2 separate regions of the Sus scrofa genome follow, and region 2 is linked to region 1. Evidence: chromatin contacts called from public HiChIP or PLAC-seq data. All regions are on one chromosome and are shown on one strand. The core of a region is the stretch at or near the end of the contact, and the rest is flanking DNA. Distances in the headings are between cores, read along the strand shown.

Region 1 (6,860 bases), core at 3,842-6,341:
TTTAATGCCCAATTGGGTATGGACCATAAATGTTTTTGACTGGTTGGCTCATATTGTGAACTTCGGAAGAGAATAATCCAGTGGATCATATTAGCCACCCATAGTGCTTTAAAAAGCTCAAAAGTAATAAGATTGTGAGTGATAGTGTTACTTTTTATTACACAAATGTGGTTTAAAACTGTCCATTAGCTACTAAGGTGAAGAAGTACAAATTCTCATTTGTCTTTGTGGTGGTATTTAGCATTTAGGATTTTATTGAAGCTTTAAGGTAGAACTTCTCAGGTTTCCCTTGTGGCACAGTGGCTTTAAGGACCCAGCATTGTCTCTGCAGTGGCTTGAGTCACTGCTATGGCATGGATTCAGTCCCTGACCTGGCAACATGTTGAGAGCACAGCCCAAAAAAAATTCTCAGTTATAAAAAAAATTCTTAAGAGAATGTATTTTTAGCAACCTGTTTATACATTTATTAGAACCATTAGCAGAGGGCTGTTGTAAAATACTAGCTTTTAGATTTTTACCTGTTTCTCTTTACAGGGGATATGAAGGGTGAGGTCTATCCATTTGGCATAGTTGGGATGGCCAACAAAGGGGATTGCCTACAGAAAGGGGAGAGTGTCAAGTTCCAATTGTGTGTCTTGGGCCAAAATGCACAGACTATGGCCTACAACATCACACCCCTGCGTAGGGCCACAGTGGAGTGTGTGAAAGATCAGGTAAGTGGTAATATCTCTGCATCTGAATTTGATCCTTTTATAAGTGAATAACCAAATAATGACCAAAACCTTGACATTTTTTCAGCCTTGGGGGGAACCATCAACTTTTTTTTTTTTTTTAATGGCCACACTTGTGGCATACGGAAGTTTCCAGGCCAGGGACTGAATCTGAGTCGCAGCTGCAACCTGCGTCACAGCCGTAAAGCTGGATCCTTTAACCCACTGTACCAGGACAAGGATTGAACCCACACCTCTGCAGTAACCTGAACTGCTATAGTCATATTCTTTTGTTTTTTGCTTTTTTTTGCTTTTTTTAGGGCTGCACTCCCAGCATGTGCAGGTTCCCAGGCTAGGGGTCTAATGGGAGCTACAGCTGCCAGCCTACACCACAGCAGTGCCAGATCTGAGCCGTGTTTATAACCTACACCACAGTTCATGGTAATGCCAGATCCTTAACCCACTGCACGAGGCCAGGGGTCAAACCCGCAACCTCATGGTTCCTAGTTGGATTCATTTCTGCTGTGCCATAGCGGGAACTCCCATTTGATTTTTAATTTTCATTTTATCCCCTTTTTTTAGTGATTATAAAAACACAAAACTGCAACATTTTTATATCCTAATGATTTTTATTTTTTCCATTATACTTGGTTTACAAAACCATCAATTTTCTACTGTAGAGCAAAGTGACCCAGTCATACAGATACACACATTCTTTTTCTTACATTATCCTCCGTCATGCTCCATTACAAGTCATTATATACAGTTCCCAGTGCTATACAGCAGACCACAACATTTTTTGTATGGCTGTTTCTAATAATATGATAACCCAGCTTAGTAATTTTAAAAGGGATCAAAACAATACATATGTTCAAGTAACAGCTTCCTATTAATTTTGTTTAATTCAGAAACTTAGTTTATGCAATGTATTAAGACACAAGACACCTTTTTTAGTTTCTCAAGCTATGATAGCATGAATGGCACTGATTTCAGATACATTACTTTCCTGATAAGATCTGCAGACTCAAGTGTGGTTGTATTACAGCTCAGGCGGCTGAACCTCAGCATTGACACCATGTTTTATAAGATCCCCTTCTAGTTAGGATCAAGCATTGTTCTTTGTTCAAAGTGAGTTTCTTTTCTCTCCTGTGGTATGTCATTTTTTTTAGCTACTATCTTTTTAATTTCAGTTTGGCTTCATTAACTATGAAGTAGGAGATAGCAAGAAGCTTTTTTTCCATGTGAAAGAAGTTCAGGATGGCATTGAGCTGCAGGCAGGAGATGAAGTGGAATTCTCAGTGATTCTTAATCAGCGCACTGGCAAGTGCAGTGCCTGTAATGTTTGGCGAGTCTGGTGAGTTTTTTGTTAATTGTTGTTGATCAGTAATCTCTCGGGACTGTCTCTTGACTTTTGTAATCTCTGCTTCATCGTATTTCTTCACTTTTCCATCACTGTTTTTTGTTATCCTCTTGCCACTTTCTGCTTATTTCTTGATACGTCCTTTTTTTTTTTTGGTCTTTTTGTTGTTGTTGTTGTTGTTGTTGTTGTTGTTGCTATTTCTTGGGCCGCTCCCGCGGCATATGGAGGTTCCCAGGCTAGGGGTCGAACCGGAGCTGTAGCCACCAGCCTACGCCAGAGCCACAGCAACTCGGGATCCGAGCCGCGTCTGCAACCTACACCACAGCTCACGGCAACGCCGGATCATTAACCCACTGAGCAAGGGCAGGGACCGAACCCGCAACCTCATGGTTCCTAGTCGGATTCGTTAACCCCTGCGCCACGACGGGAACTCCACGTCCTCTTTTTGAACCTCTTGTCTTTGTCTAAATTTTAGTTCCATAGATGTGGCCCAATGAAACATTAATTGGGTGCTTACAGTATAATAAGTCTTAAGTATAAAAAGATTATATAGTTCTGAAGGATTCTGCTTAGCTCTTTTTCTTCCATCAAGCAATTTCTAGGTTATATGCTGCATAAAATTCTAATTTTATAGTTTTTACACTGTGTTTTTGTTTTGGTTAATAACATTTTAGCATGTGAAGAGCTGAGAGTTTCTGGAAATATTTCTTCATATTTTCCTTTTCTAAGGTTTTTCATACCCGCTACTTTGTTTTGTATGTCTGTGGAACTGGTCTTTCTAGTTGCTGACCAGTATAGGGATGCCCCTCACTCAAATGATTCTTCCAGCTCCTACGCAGTAATAAACTGTGAGTTGGGAATAAAAACAAAAACGAACTTGACTGTCCTGTCTTTCCAGCTAGTTAGCTAGGTGAGGCAAGAGTCCCCTCTCATTAAAACTGAGTCATTTGGTTAGGTGAAAATACACTCCTCTGCAAATACCATCTTCTTACCAAGTGTTACTTCTCACTTCTTGATTTTGTCACAGCGAGGGCCCCAAGGCTGTTGCAGCTCCACGACCTGATAGGCTGGTCAATCGTTTGAAGAACATCACCCTGGATGATGCCAGTGCTCCTCGCCTAATGGTTCTTCGTCAGCCAAGGGGACCAGATAACTCAATGGTACGAAGGTGTACAAGGTTTGGGGGCACAACCACTGACAGACCAATATTCTATTTGAAGTCCTATTTTAGACTCAGAGAGCTTAATTTACCAAGAAGCTGCACTGTTACTTATAACGAGTTAGGATTCCCTGCCCATTGTTTCAGCCACTAACATAACAGGTGTTTACAATAAGAAGCACATTTCGTGGTGTTCCTGATACTTTGAACATAGTTTAGGCAATAGATCAGGATGGCTTACTGTAAGATGTCCAGTTCTTTTCTGCCAGAGAATTTGTGGTGGCTGAGACAGTTTAATGCTTTTGTAGTCCATTTTGGAATTGTGAATGTACTGTGTGGTTGTCATTAACTGCAATTTTATTTCTTCACAGGGATTTGGTGCAGAAAGAAAGATCCGTCAAGCTGGTGTCATTGACTAACCACATCCACAAAGCACATCATTAATCCACTATGATCAAGTTGGGGGGATTCTGGTGAAGGGTTCTGAATATCTCCCTTTTCATCCCTCCCAAAATCTGGAATACTTATTATATTGAGCTATTACACCAGTTTTAACACCTTCCTCGTGTTATGTTTAAAAAAATAAATAAATTTAAGAAAACCATTTTAAAATTATGCACAGTTGCAGCCTGGAAAACTTAAGGTGGCGCCTTATAGTATCAATTTTAGGAGCTTTATTTGGTGCATTTAACGCAACTGGTAATTGCAAAATCCACTTCGCCTGTGTAAGTGATACAGACTGTTATCGTGTTGGCCCAATGAAATTCTGCACTTGGTATTTAGTATATACCTTCATTACTTCTGGCAAGATATTCTGCCTTAGCACTCAGTTGCATTCTTTTTCCTTTTCTTTTCTTTCCTTTTCATTATGCTTTAATTCTGAGGACTATATGAGGGTAGAATACATTAAAAATTACAGAAATTTGTATAGGCAAACCATTTCCTTAAGTTGATGGCCAAATGTTAAAATGTTATTTTTCATATCATTTATAATCTTGTCAAAAAGTCCACTTAACCAAGTTTGGTTAGATTTCAGTGAAAATTATCTTCCAGAGTAGGGTGTTTTTTTGTTTTTTTTCTACCCCCCCACCCCGGGATTGGGGGGTAACTTTACTACAATTAGTATGTATGGTGCAGAATTTCATGCAAATGAGGTGTGCCAGCAGTATGATAATTTAAACATATTTAAACAAAAAAAAAGACGAATGCACAAACTTGCTGCTGCTTAGATCACTGCAGCTTCTAGGACCCAGTTTCTTTTAATGATTTCAAAACAAAACAAGAAAATAAAAAAGTTGTGCCTGAAATGAATCTTGTTTTTTTTATAGTAGCCGCCTGGTTCCTGTGTCCTGTAAAAATACAGGCACTTGACCCTTGGTGTAGCTTATATTCAACTTTATATCACGGGAACGGATTGGTCTTGATTTCTTGGCCCTCATCTTGAATTGGCCATATACAGGGTCCCTGGCCAGTGGACTAAAGGCTTTGTCTTAAGATGACAAGGGTCAGCTCAGGGGATGTGGGGGAGGGTGCTTCTGTCTTCCCCGTTGTCGTTTGAGGTTTTGATCTTCTCTGGGTAAAGAGGCCGTTTATCTTTGTAAACATAACATTTTTGCTTTCTCCGGTTTTCTGTTAATGGCGAAAGAATGGAAGCGAATAAAGTTTTACTGATTTTTGAGACACTAGCACCTAAGCGCTTTCATTATTAAAACGTCCTGTATGGGAGGGACGGGTCTGGGTGCGGCCTGCCGCGTGACTCTGGGTCGGAGGCCCACGTGGCTGGGGCGGGGACTCCGGCGCCCGGGGCGCTGACTGATTACGTAGCGGGCGGGGCCGGAAGTGCCGCTCCCTGGTGGGGGCTGTTCATGGCGGTTCCGGGGTCTCCAACATTTTTCCCGGTTGTGGTTCTAATCTGTCCCAAGCGGAGGCGGCGGAGCTTGAGGTAAGTCTTTGGCGTGTGTAGCATTCGGCTTTGGAGCATACTGATGACTCCTTGTTGCCAGGAGTCGAGCGGAACCTGAGAGCTGGAGACAAAGGCCCTGGGCGGGAGGTTTGGGGTGGGGGGTTCTTTCGTTCTGATCCCTTATGGGGGAGCTCTTTGGATACGGGTAGGGGAGTAAGAAGAGGGGGCCACCTGAAGGCCGCCCCCTAGAGCTGAGAAGATTTGCAGGACGAGTAGGAAGAAGGGTTTCCTTTACCCTAGGCTGAGGGCGGGGCCCAAAGACTTGAAAAATAGATGAGGGTGGGGGTAGCTGGAACATTAATCCAGAATTCTGTGGCCAACAGTAACCTGCAAATGTTTTTGCACTCCTGAATCACTTTGAGGACCAAGTGGGTGAAAGTATGGAACCGATACATTTCAAACTCTGGTTTTAGTTACTGTTGATTACAGAAAGCTTTGAAGTACTGTAGATGTGGTTCGCCAGTTAACCCTAACTGCTGCTTTCCCACAGGTTCTTGCTGGTGTGAAATGACTGAGTACAAACTGGTGGTGGTTGGAGCAGGTGGTGTTGGGAAAAGCGCACTGACAATCCAGCTAATCCAGAACCACTTTGTAGATGAATATGATCCCACCATAGAGGTGAGGCCCAGTGGTAGTGCGCTGACCCTTAGCCGCTCTCTAGGTTTACTCTTAGCCATTCCCTTTCCCATCCCCTTCAGCTATACTTTAACTTAACTAAAGGAGTAATCTGGAGAGAAAGTAAAATTGTTTGGGACACTGTGTTCAGTAATACAATAAGTAAAGCTTTCCATGTTTGTGAATAAGGGTTCACTTTATTAGCTGCTGAACATTTTCTAAAATCAGTTTTGTAAACTATTGCAGAATCAATGTTGAACTCCAAGTTTCTACATATATGATAGCTCTGTTAAAAAGAAGCACGGGCCATAGATAGAATAATTGAATAATAGCAGGATGGAGATAAAGGATTCGGAGATGGGTGTTTTTTAGCTAGTTGAAGCAGCTGAGACTGAGTTGGGGTAGAAAGAGTATGAAATTTTGAGTCACTGTGCCTGGGAATACGGTCCCTCTTTGCAGTTTCTGTAGTAATGTGATAGTGAGCAAATCATTTAATCTCTCTGAGCCTCATTTTCCTCATCTATTAAATTACAATAAACTTGTTTTTGCCTGCCACTCAAGGGATGTTGTGAAAAACTATTAAAATTTTGTGATTGGTAGAGCACTGCTGTAACTATTACTTATTTAAAGATTCTTTTGTTTTTGCGAGAGTTCATGTTACACATGGGCTTCAGTAAATGGCATCTAAAGTCCTTTAAGTACAGAATTTTGTAATCTTATTCAATTTAGAATGTCTAATTCTAGAGATTATTTTATTTTAATCCACACCCTGCTCTTCCTACCACCCAGCCACTGAGTGTTTAAGGCAAGCTAATTCTTATAGAGTCGTTACTAAAAATTAGTCATTAGTCCTTGGCAGAATTTATTTTAGGCCTAATAGCTTTAGTGTTCATGGTTAGAACATTTTATTATTTTTTCAGTTTTATTTATTTTATATTTTATAAAATATTTTTATAAATAAAATGTATTTTATTTTATCTATATCTTAAATTTGTGTATACTATGTAACCGCCATGTAGATAAAAATATAGACTATTTCTAATGCCCAGGAGA
Region 2 (7,950 bases), core at 5,237-7,736, 730 kb after region 1:
CGAGAGGAACACGGTTTTTCTGGCAGACAGATGCAAGGACCAGCACGGGCAGGAGAGGATACTGAGAACAAAGAGGACAGCTGGGAAGGTACGGCGGGAAACCCTACGGGCAGAGTGGGGGGTCAAGGGAGCCCCGAGACCTTGCCCAGTGATGGAGAGGCGACGCCTGGGCCAGAGATGTGGCGGACAGCTGTCCCCACAGCAGCAGGCCCTCCTGCTTCTTCATGCCGGTCCCACAGCCCCTTCCCTGGCTCTCAACTGTCTCGGGGCCAGCTGTCAGGAGCAGACGTGGAACTTCTCCTTGGGCTCGTAGCCCCTCTTTCCCCCACCAGGGCCTCAGCTTTCCAGTCTTCTGTTCAGCCCAAACCAGAGGCTGTAGCCTTTTTCTGCCACGTAAGGTGTTACGGAGGGTCTGAGAAGGGGCGGTGAGGCTGTTTCTTGGTGATAGGATTCAGCTACCGAGGCTGTCTCCTCGAGCAGCGGATAATTTAGTTTAATGAATTTAGACAGTTCACTGGATCTGCCCACAGAGTTCCACTCACCTCCTAAAACACGTCCAAAATAGCACTAGCTATTGTACACCAGCCAAAAAGGCAAAAAGCGAAGTAAGAAATGACAAGGCCCCAGAGATTCCTGCCCTTTCAGAAAAGTCTGAGTGAACTTTTCCCACGAAATTGTAAAGGGGGGTGGGCATGCTCTTTCCCTCTCGCCACGGAACCAGGCAAAGGAAGCTGCCCCAGAGGCGGCACATGCCTTGGAAGGGAAGGACGCGCTGTTAGCAGGTGCTCCTCGCACGGATGTCACCGACACAGTCTGGGAAGCTGTTCCCTCCCCGGGGTCGTCAAAACGCCAATTTTTTTTTTCTTCCGGTGTTTGGTGCTTTTTCAAGATACCTCTCCAGACACGACCTCGCCCTTCAGCAGCTCACGGTCAGACACTGACAATATGGTGTCGCACGAGGAAGCTGCCCCTCCCCACGTGCGCATGCGCACACGCCCCCCCCGAGGCTGGACACCCCCCCCCCGCCCCGTGGCACGGCTGCCACCGAGAACTCCCTCCTTCCTCCACTCCTTTCCCGTGCACGGTGCGCGGCTGGAGCCAGATGTTCCGTGGGCAGACCCCTCCGTGGGCTGACAGGCGGTGATTACTGCTGCCAGCCCCACATTAGAGAGAACTGAATGGGTGCGAGCCCCCTCCCGCCCCGGGCTCCCGACAAAGCTCGTTTGTGAGGTGCTGCGCTGCCTTGCTTTGCCCCTGCCTCCCCAACCTCCAGCAGCTCCGCCTGGGGAGACCAGAAAAGACGACAAAGGGAGGATCTCAGGGCCCTGACTGATCACCCTACCCTGAGTGGAGGAGGAGGGCTGTCCTGGGATGGGGGGATGAGGGGGGAAGACCTGTTCCTTCCCCTCCCCCCTCCCCCCCCCCCCCCCCCCGGATCAATAACCAGGACTCCCAGGGCTGCCTGACATCAGCACACTGTCAAAATGCTGGATCTTGTCCACCAGCCTGCCTTGCTCCTGGGCGTTGGACGTGAGGTTGAGGCTGGAGTGGGGCCTGGTACAGAGCTCAGCAGATTCCTAGAGGCGGGAGTCCAAAGCCCGGGCTTCCTCCTCCTGCCCCTTCTTCCTTCCCCAGAAGGCCTTCTGCATTTCCAGACCCAAGGCCAGAGTGATAGGCAGGAGAGGGTTAAGTCTCCTAGACAGACTGCAGCCAGGTGCCAGGCCTGGGGTTAGGAAGGTGGGAATGAGGAAGGGGCGAGAGGGATGTGCTGGGAAACTGGCTAGACTAACGTTTGGGACTTGGTCACTGCCCCTCCTCCTTGCCCAAACCGCAGACACCGTGGCAGCAGGAAAATCAGAGTGGTTCAGACCAGGCACGATTGTGCAACCTGGCCCTGGGGACGAGCCTGATGCTGGAGATGGGAGTGGGGTTCAGCGTAGGGGGCAGAGTCCAAAGGTGAGACTTCAAGTTCTTACTGAACAACACCCAGGCCCCCGGGCGCTGGTTTCCACACTCGACTATCAGTGGGACTAAAATCCATTTTCTGGTTCAAAACCTCAGAGAATTGGAAGCTCTGCCCTGGGCCCCAGTCTCGTGGCCAGAGGCACGGTGCCACGGGTGGTTCTGGGAGGGCCGCTGCGGACCTCGGTGGGTGTGGAGGGAGGCCTTGCGCCCAACCTCCTCGACTGGCGGGATTCTGCCGCCTCTCCAGGCGCCTCACAGTAAAATCTGTAACCGGAGAAGTCCCCTCTCCCTCAGCAAGGGAGGCCAGCCAAGTCCTTAATGTGGCCTAAAGAGTGGGGATGGGGCGGAGGAGAAGACGGAGGGTCACGGGGAGAAGTCTGATCCGAGGGCTACCCCAAACAAACACAGGCGAGGAGCAGAGGATTTTCCTTTTAATGCAAAATGCCGCAGTACAAACCGAGTCTCGAGTCTCCTTCTTTAGGGCACTGAAGGGAGAAAGGAGAGAGGGGCCGAGTTCAAAGTCTCCTCCCAGCCCTCTCTCCCCTGACTCACACTGTGCAAAAAAGAATCTGTGGCCTGTTCACCAGGGTCGCCCCCCTACAAGGGTCAGAGCTCTGGGTCTGAGTCATCTTTCACTGGCTTGAAATTCTTCGATAGGGGGCAGGAGAGCAGGAATGAATTGCTGCGGGCTTTCTCTCTCTCTCAGCTCCAAAGGGATTCCTCAAGATCTGGAGTCCCATGTGAAATGAGGGGGCAATGAGAGTTTGGTTTCCATTGGCTAAAAAGAGGAGATCTGAATCGCAACTCGCGCACATCTGGAGAATGAGGAGCAGAAACTTTGGGAGGGATAGAAATGGATGGAGGCGAAGGAGATTCAGAAAACAAAGACCAGCTCCCTCACACTTCTTCCTCTTTCTTCCTCATCTCCAGCTTATAGACAATCTGGTAGCCATCATCCCAGGCGTAGAGCTGGCGCTCTCGGGGGTTATAGCGGAGGCTGGCATGGGCACCATATCGGCGGGGGAAATAAGGCAGTGCTGCCCTCTCAGGGGTCAGGGTGCCGCTGGCATCAAAGGAGCACTGGATGCGGGCCCGACTGGCCGGGCGAGTATTATAGACGACATACAGGGTCCCACAGATGACAAAGGCAGCCTCCGCATTCTCTCTGGGACACGGCGTGTCCCACTGCTGCTCTGTGTCCAGTGTCTGTGGGTCTAACTTGGCCAGACACAGGTGCCTGTCATCCTCCCGGGTGGCATAGACAGCCCAAAGGCCCTCCTCATCAGCCGCCAGGTCTATGTACGTGTCTGCCGTCAGCCCGTACGGGGGGATCAAACCCTCTGCTGGGAACACCGAACTGTCCACCACTGTGCGGTTTGCCAGGTGGAATTTGATGAGCTGCAAAGTGTTCTCCAAGTCACCACCCCCGCCGGGTCCTCCAGGGGGCCTCCGGGCATAATAAAGAAAGCCACCATATACCAGCTGGCCCGTGCCTACCCAGGGGAAGGGCACCCGGATTCGGGAAGCTTTCCGGGCAGCCATGGCAAGGGTGAAGTCACGCAGCCTTGGGAAGACAAAGGCCGTGTCATTCTGGGTCCCATCTAACACGAAGATCTTCTCTGTGGGCCCCAGTGGATCCTTGGTCCATAGACCAGCTGGGCCACCGAACCGCTTCAGGATCTTCATTGATCTCACCTGAGAGATTGTGTAGCCACAGTCTGGTGGGAAAGGAGAAAAGTACAGGACAAGGAAACACAGGCACGAGTTAGATGCTCACTGCAGGAACCCCCCACGGTGGGCCATTCGGAGAAGAGAAGGCATTTGCCCCGTGGACGCCTCCACTCTTACGGAGGCCGGGGAAAAAGCGCACCACAGAGGCTTGGGTCCCCAGAAACTCTCCTTAACAAACCTGACACCACAGATTTCCCTAAGAGATTCCAGAAGACAGAGCTCAAGGGACCGGGACACGGAGGAAAGAAAAGGGAAAGAGCCAAGGACGAGTAAAGGTACTGAGTGTCAGGAGCCTGTTTGAGATCACTTACCTGTCACCATGTCGTACTTCTCATTTCTTCTTCTGCCCTTGCCTTTGGTCCCAGGGCCTCCGGTCACCTTCTCATCAACCTCCACACAGGGTGAGGCTGGGTTCTGGGTCTCCAGATAGTCCACCTCCCGCTCCAGACGGTCCACTCTCCCCGCAATGGTGTCAGCCTCAGTTCTCAGCGCCTCCCGCTCCTTCTCGGCCACCTCCAGCAGCGGCAGCATCTTGTTCTTGAAGTCGCGCAGCTCAGCAGCGTGCCGACTACTCTGGTCTTGGCACTGGGCCAGCCGTTCCTGAAGGGACGACGGGGTAGCAGGAGGGAGGGCTGAAGGGTTACAGCTCCCAGGCAGGGAGAGGCCCAACCAGGGAGTTGGGAACAGGGAAAAGTACAAACTCAGCCAGGCATCAACATCCCCTTCAACCCCCACCGAAAGGAAACCAAATGTTCAGAGATGCTAAATGTGCAGAGAGCCCGGCTGAGATTCACCAAGGCCCCGTCTCCACGTCTGTCCTTCAGCCCGCGTTCTGTGAGCAGGGCCACTGAGTCTTCTGAGCCTCTGGGGCAGTCTGAGCGCCTGAGGGTGAGAAGGGGTCTCAGCTCCATTATACAAGCCTCCTCTCAGGAATAGGCTGCTACAGACTTCAAACTGTTGAAAAGGCAGAAAGTTGCAGATTCGCTGAGAACTTCCAACTTTCACAGAATCATCAGCTCAGCCTGAAATGCACCCGCACAACCCTAGCTCTCATTTCTACTCTGTTCCCTTATCCCATCTAACCCCAGGGGTAAAATGCAAAGGTCTCTGCTCTGGAATTGCCCTATGCATGTGGGGGAAGAGGAGGGCTTGCCATTTTGAAGGTCCTCTTATTAAAAGAGGGAGTTTTCTGTAGGTTCTTACAGAGCCCTAACTAGTCATCCCCAGATCCCCGACAAACTGGGCAAATCAACAGAAGCTGTGGAATCCTTCCAGGCGGGGCCAGGAGAGAAGGAGTCACTTACCTCTAAAGCAGCTAGTCGGCGTTCCATGTACTCCACAAGGTGCTGCTGCTGTCCTTGAATGGGTCCCGACCACGACAAAAGGACCAGGATGAGGACAGGAGTGCGGGGCCCCATGGCAGCGGGAGAGCAGGGCCCGGCAGCGTGCAGTCGTGCGGCCAGCCTCCTCCACTCTAGCGGGCGGCGCGGCTAGCTTTGGAGGCGGGCTGGGGGCGGTGCCTCCTCTCTTTCTGGATCTCCCAGTCTCCCTCACTACTCTGGAATGCTTTCAGTCTCCTTACGGGCCGCCACCCCCTCCCTTCCGCCTGGATTGATCAAACACAGATGGCCCTGTTACAGAGAAGCCAGAAGCCTTAACCACCTCCCGCCTGGGCTGGTAGGCTCCCCAGAAGAAGGGAAGGAGATTGGAAACCCCAGGGCAAAGGCCTTCTGGGCAGTCACCAAGGAAAAGATGCTAGCAGCAGGAGGCAGAGGCCCCAGAGAAAACAGCAAACTCTGTTCCTGTTTCAGAATGCTCCCAGTGCTGAATGAAGAAACATCCTTCATTAATTCCTTCCTTTACCGGCAATAAAATAGTGTGAATTGTTTTCTGCCTTTAGTGGAAGCCGGAAGCAGGGGTGATGAGGGTTATGGGGAAGAGATGGGAAAAAAGGCCTTGGAGGTCGTCTGTACTACCTCTTCTAGAGCTCATTGGCGCCACCTTGTGCTAAATAAGCACCTGATGTCATCTCAGGATTAACAGGGAAACCAAGGCTTAGACTTCACCTCTTGAGGAAAATTTTCCACAAAGCAAGCCAAGTAGATTGAATTTACAGGGATTTTCATGATTAAAATGCAGCCTTCCCCATGGGGCTATTCAATTATTTATGAGGGCTATCTCAATCTCTCTCTGATTTAGCCTAAGAGAATGTAATTGAAATAAACAATTATATAAAAAAAAGCCCAAAAATAGGTCATTGAGAAATGAGTAAATTAATTCTTGATTATCTAGACGTGAGACTGACAGCAGAGCTTTTCTATATATAGTCTTCCTTTGCCTGAAATCATCTATGCATATTCTCTTACCAAACTTGGGGAGTGTTGAGTGAGTTCACATTAATTTTACACTCATCTATTTAGGGGGAAAAAAATCAGAAAAACATGTTGAGTCTAAATCAAAATAAATGCATTCTGACTTCCCTACCAATAGGAGAGAAGAGATTATGGATCATTTCTCTTGGTTATGGCCCCAAAGGGCCTTTCTAAATGTTTCTCATTTCCATATCCAAAGTAGGACTGCAGGAGCCAGCCCAAAATGAATTAATGGCCACCGTAAGGTACCCTTGTCCTAAAACACATGCATCAAAAGAATTCAAACAAACACAGCATTTATTCAGAGACCTGCAGTGAATGAAGCTCTAATTCCTTATCAGGAGAAATTTTACTCACTTTAATCAAGAGAAATCTGATCAGATGTCCTTCTCCTCTGGGAAAAAAATAGTATCTTCTTGTGGTTATTCTTATTTTCATTCTGCTACTTTAGATGTCTGGTGGAACATGCTAGGAGGCAAAGTTTAATTACAACCAGTGTGAGAAGTCTGTGCCTCTTTCAGAGGGCCAGATCCAGATGATCTTAAGTTAGGGCCCTGGACGCTCCATTCTTGGGAAGCGTCCTCTACCGACCCCTATTCATTTCTGCGTGGAGATCTGTATGAAGAATGAATTTGCCTCTAACACTCTACTGAGGTTCAGATGCAATGGACCTGGCCATTCCAAAGATGCCTATTACCGACCCTTTGGAACACTTACAACAGAAATCAAAGAGAGCCACTTGAATCAGAAAATTTATCCATTTTATTGATGCATTGCAATTGCTCTACATTTTACCATATTATGTAGAAAATACTGAAAATACAAGCTACTTTGTAAAACTAAAGACAAACATTGAATCCAAAGATAAACTATGTTTTACACAATGGACCCTTTTCCCATAGTTAGTATTAAATTTTAAATATCTATTTCCTTTGTTAAAATGATTATTTTACATACTCCCTAAGTACATCTGCATTACAAACAAAGCTCAGTAATTCTCAGAAACTGTTTCTAGAGGCTTGTTGTAAAAGGAAGCGCACAACCGGAAAAGGGAGAAAGCAAAAAAAGTTTAAATCGCACACAATAACTAGCATATCAAATACATTTAATAAAGTTGGAATTCCATTGCAATATCAAGGGTTCAAAGCAGAAATACTAACAATACATATAATGTACATAAAATGTACTGCTACATGTAGTGAGATTATTTTTCAAGCTGAATCAAAACCACACATTATATAAAGTTTAGCAACAAACAACCATGTAGACATGCTGCACCATCCATCAGTTTAAAAAAAAAAAAAATCGAAATAGGAAGCAGGCTTGGGTCATTCCTGTCACTGAGAGGCAATTTCATTTCCTATCCTAAAATAAATCACCCTAACCAGTGGGTTTTGCATAATAATGCTGAAGAAAACACACACTACTGTGCTTGCCTGGCTCTAGGCAGTCAAGCTCAGCCCCTCTAGTGGAGGACGATGGATGGTCACAACTGTTTAAGTGGAGTTATTCCTGGGCCTGGGGATTTTAGCTGAGCACTGACTGTAGTATCACTTCCTGGAAGCGACTGAAAACTCTGGAATGATCTAGTGTCCTGCTGAGCCTAGAGTGGCTGTACCTAACCCTTCCCACTTCCTCTCTCACCCCGAAGGGGAGAAGTTGGAAATACAAATTCTGAGAGGACCTAAAGCCTTAAGCTGATCTGAGGTCAGGCCACTGTGACCTGGGCCAGATGCTCACTTAATTCCAGGGGCTTCCCCCATCCTGTCAGGGCCAGTAATGTTAAGCCCCAGGGACAGGCTCTAAAGCCACACTGAGCACATATACACAGACATGGGTGGATGTTTTTATCTTGGTAAGTCTGAAATGCCAATTTGCAAAC

What was found. HiChIP or PLAC-seq counts read pairs in DNA pulled down with a chosen protein or histone mark.
Region 2: an H3K27ac HiChIP or PLAC-seq map of alveolar macrophages shows a contact between it and region 1. The contact joins the promoter of OLFML3 here to the promoter of NRAS in region 1. A contact is called at or near these places in 1 of 5 promoter capture datasets (fetal liver) and 1 of 2 datasets of contacts at active chromatin or transcription factors (alveolar macrophages).

What each region holds. Positions count from the first base shown.
Region 1 is chr4:105,840,822-105,847,681 of Sscrofa11.1, forward strand. NRAS (NRAS proto-oncogene, GTPase) reads left to right here and starts at 5,092. Exons shown (of 7, transcript NM_001044537.1): 1 at 5,092-5,171; 2 at 5,683-5,810. The coding sequence starts at 5,700. It overlaps CSDE1 (cold shock domain-containing protein E1), which reads left to right. Exons shown (of 19, transcript XM_005655417.3): 16 at 535-713; 17 at 1,901-2,064; 18 at 3,098-3,230; 19 at 3,601-4,914. The coding sequence ends at 3,648.
Region 2 is chr4:106,564,600-106,572,549 of Sscrofa11.1, forward strand. OLFML3 (olfactomedin-like protein 3) reads right to left here and starts at 6,487. Exons shown (of 3, transcript XM_021090022.1): 1 at 5,001-6,487; 2 at 4,008-4,650; 3 at 2,379-3,683. The coding sequence starts at 4,227. The coding sequence ends at 2,863. It overlaps HIPK1 (homeodomain-interacting protein kinase 1), which reads right to left. Exons shown (of 16, transcript XM_021090012.1): 16 at 6,810-7,950. LOC102157897 (a long non-coding RNA gene) reads left to right here. Exons shown (of 3, transcript XR_002343500.1): 2 at 1-88.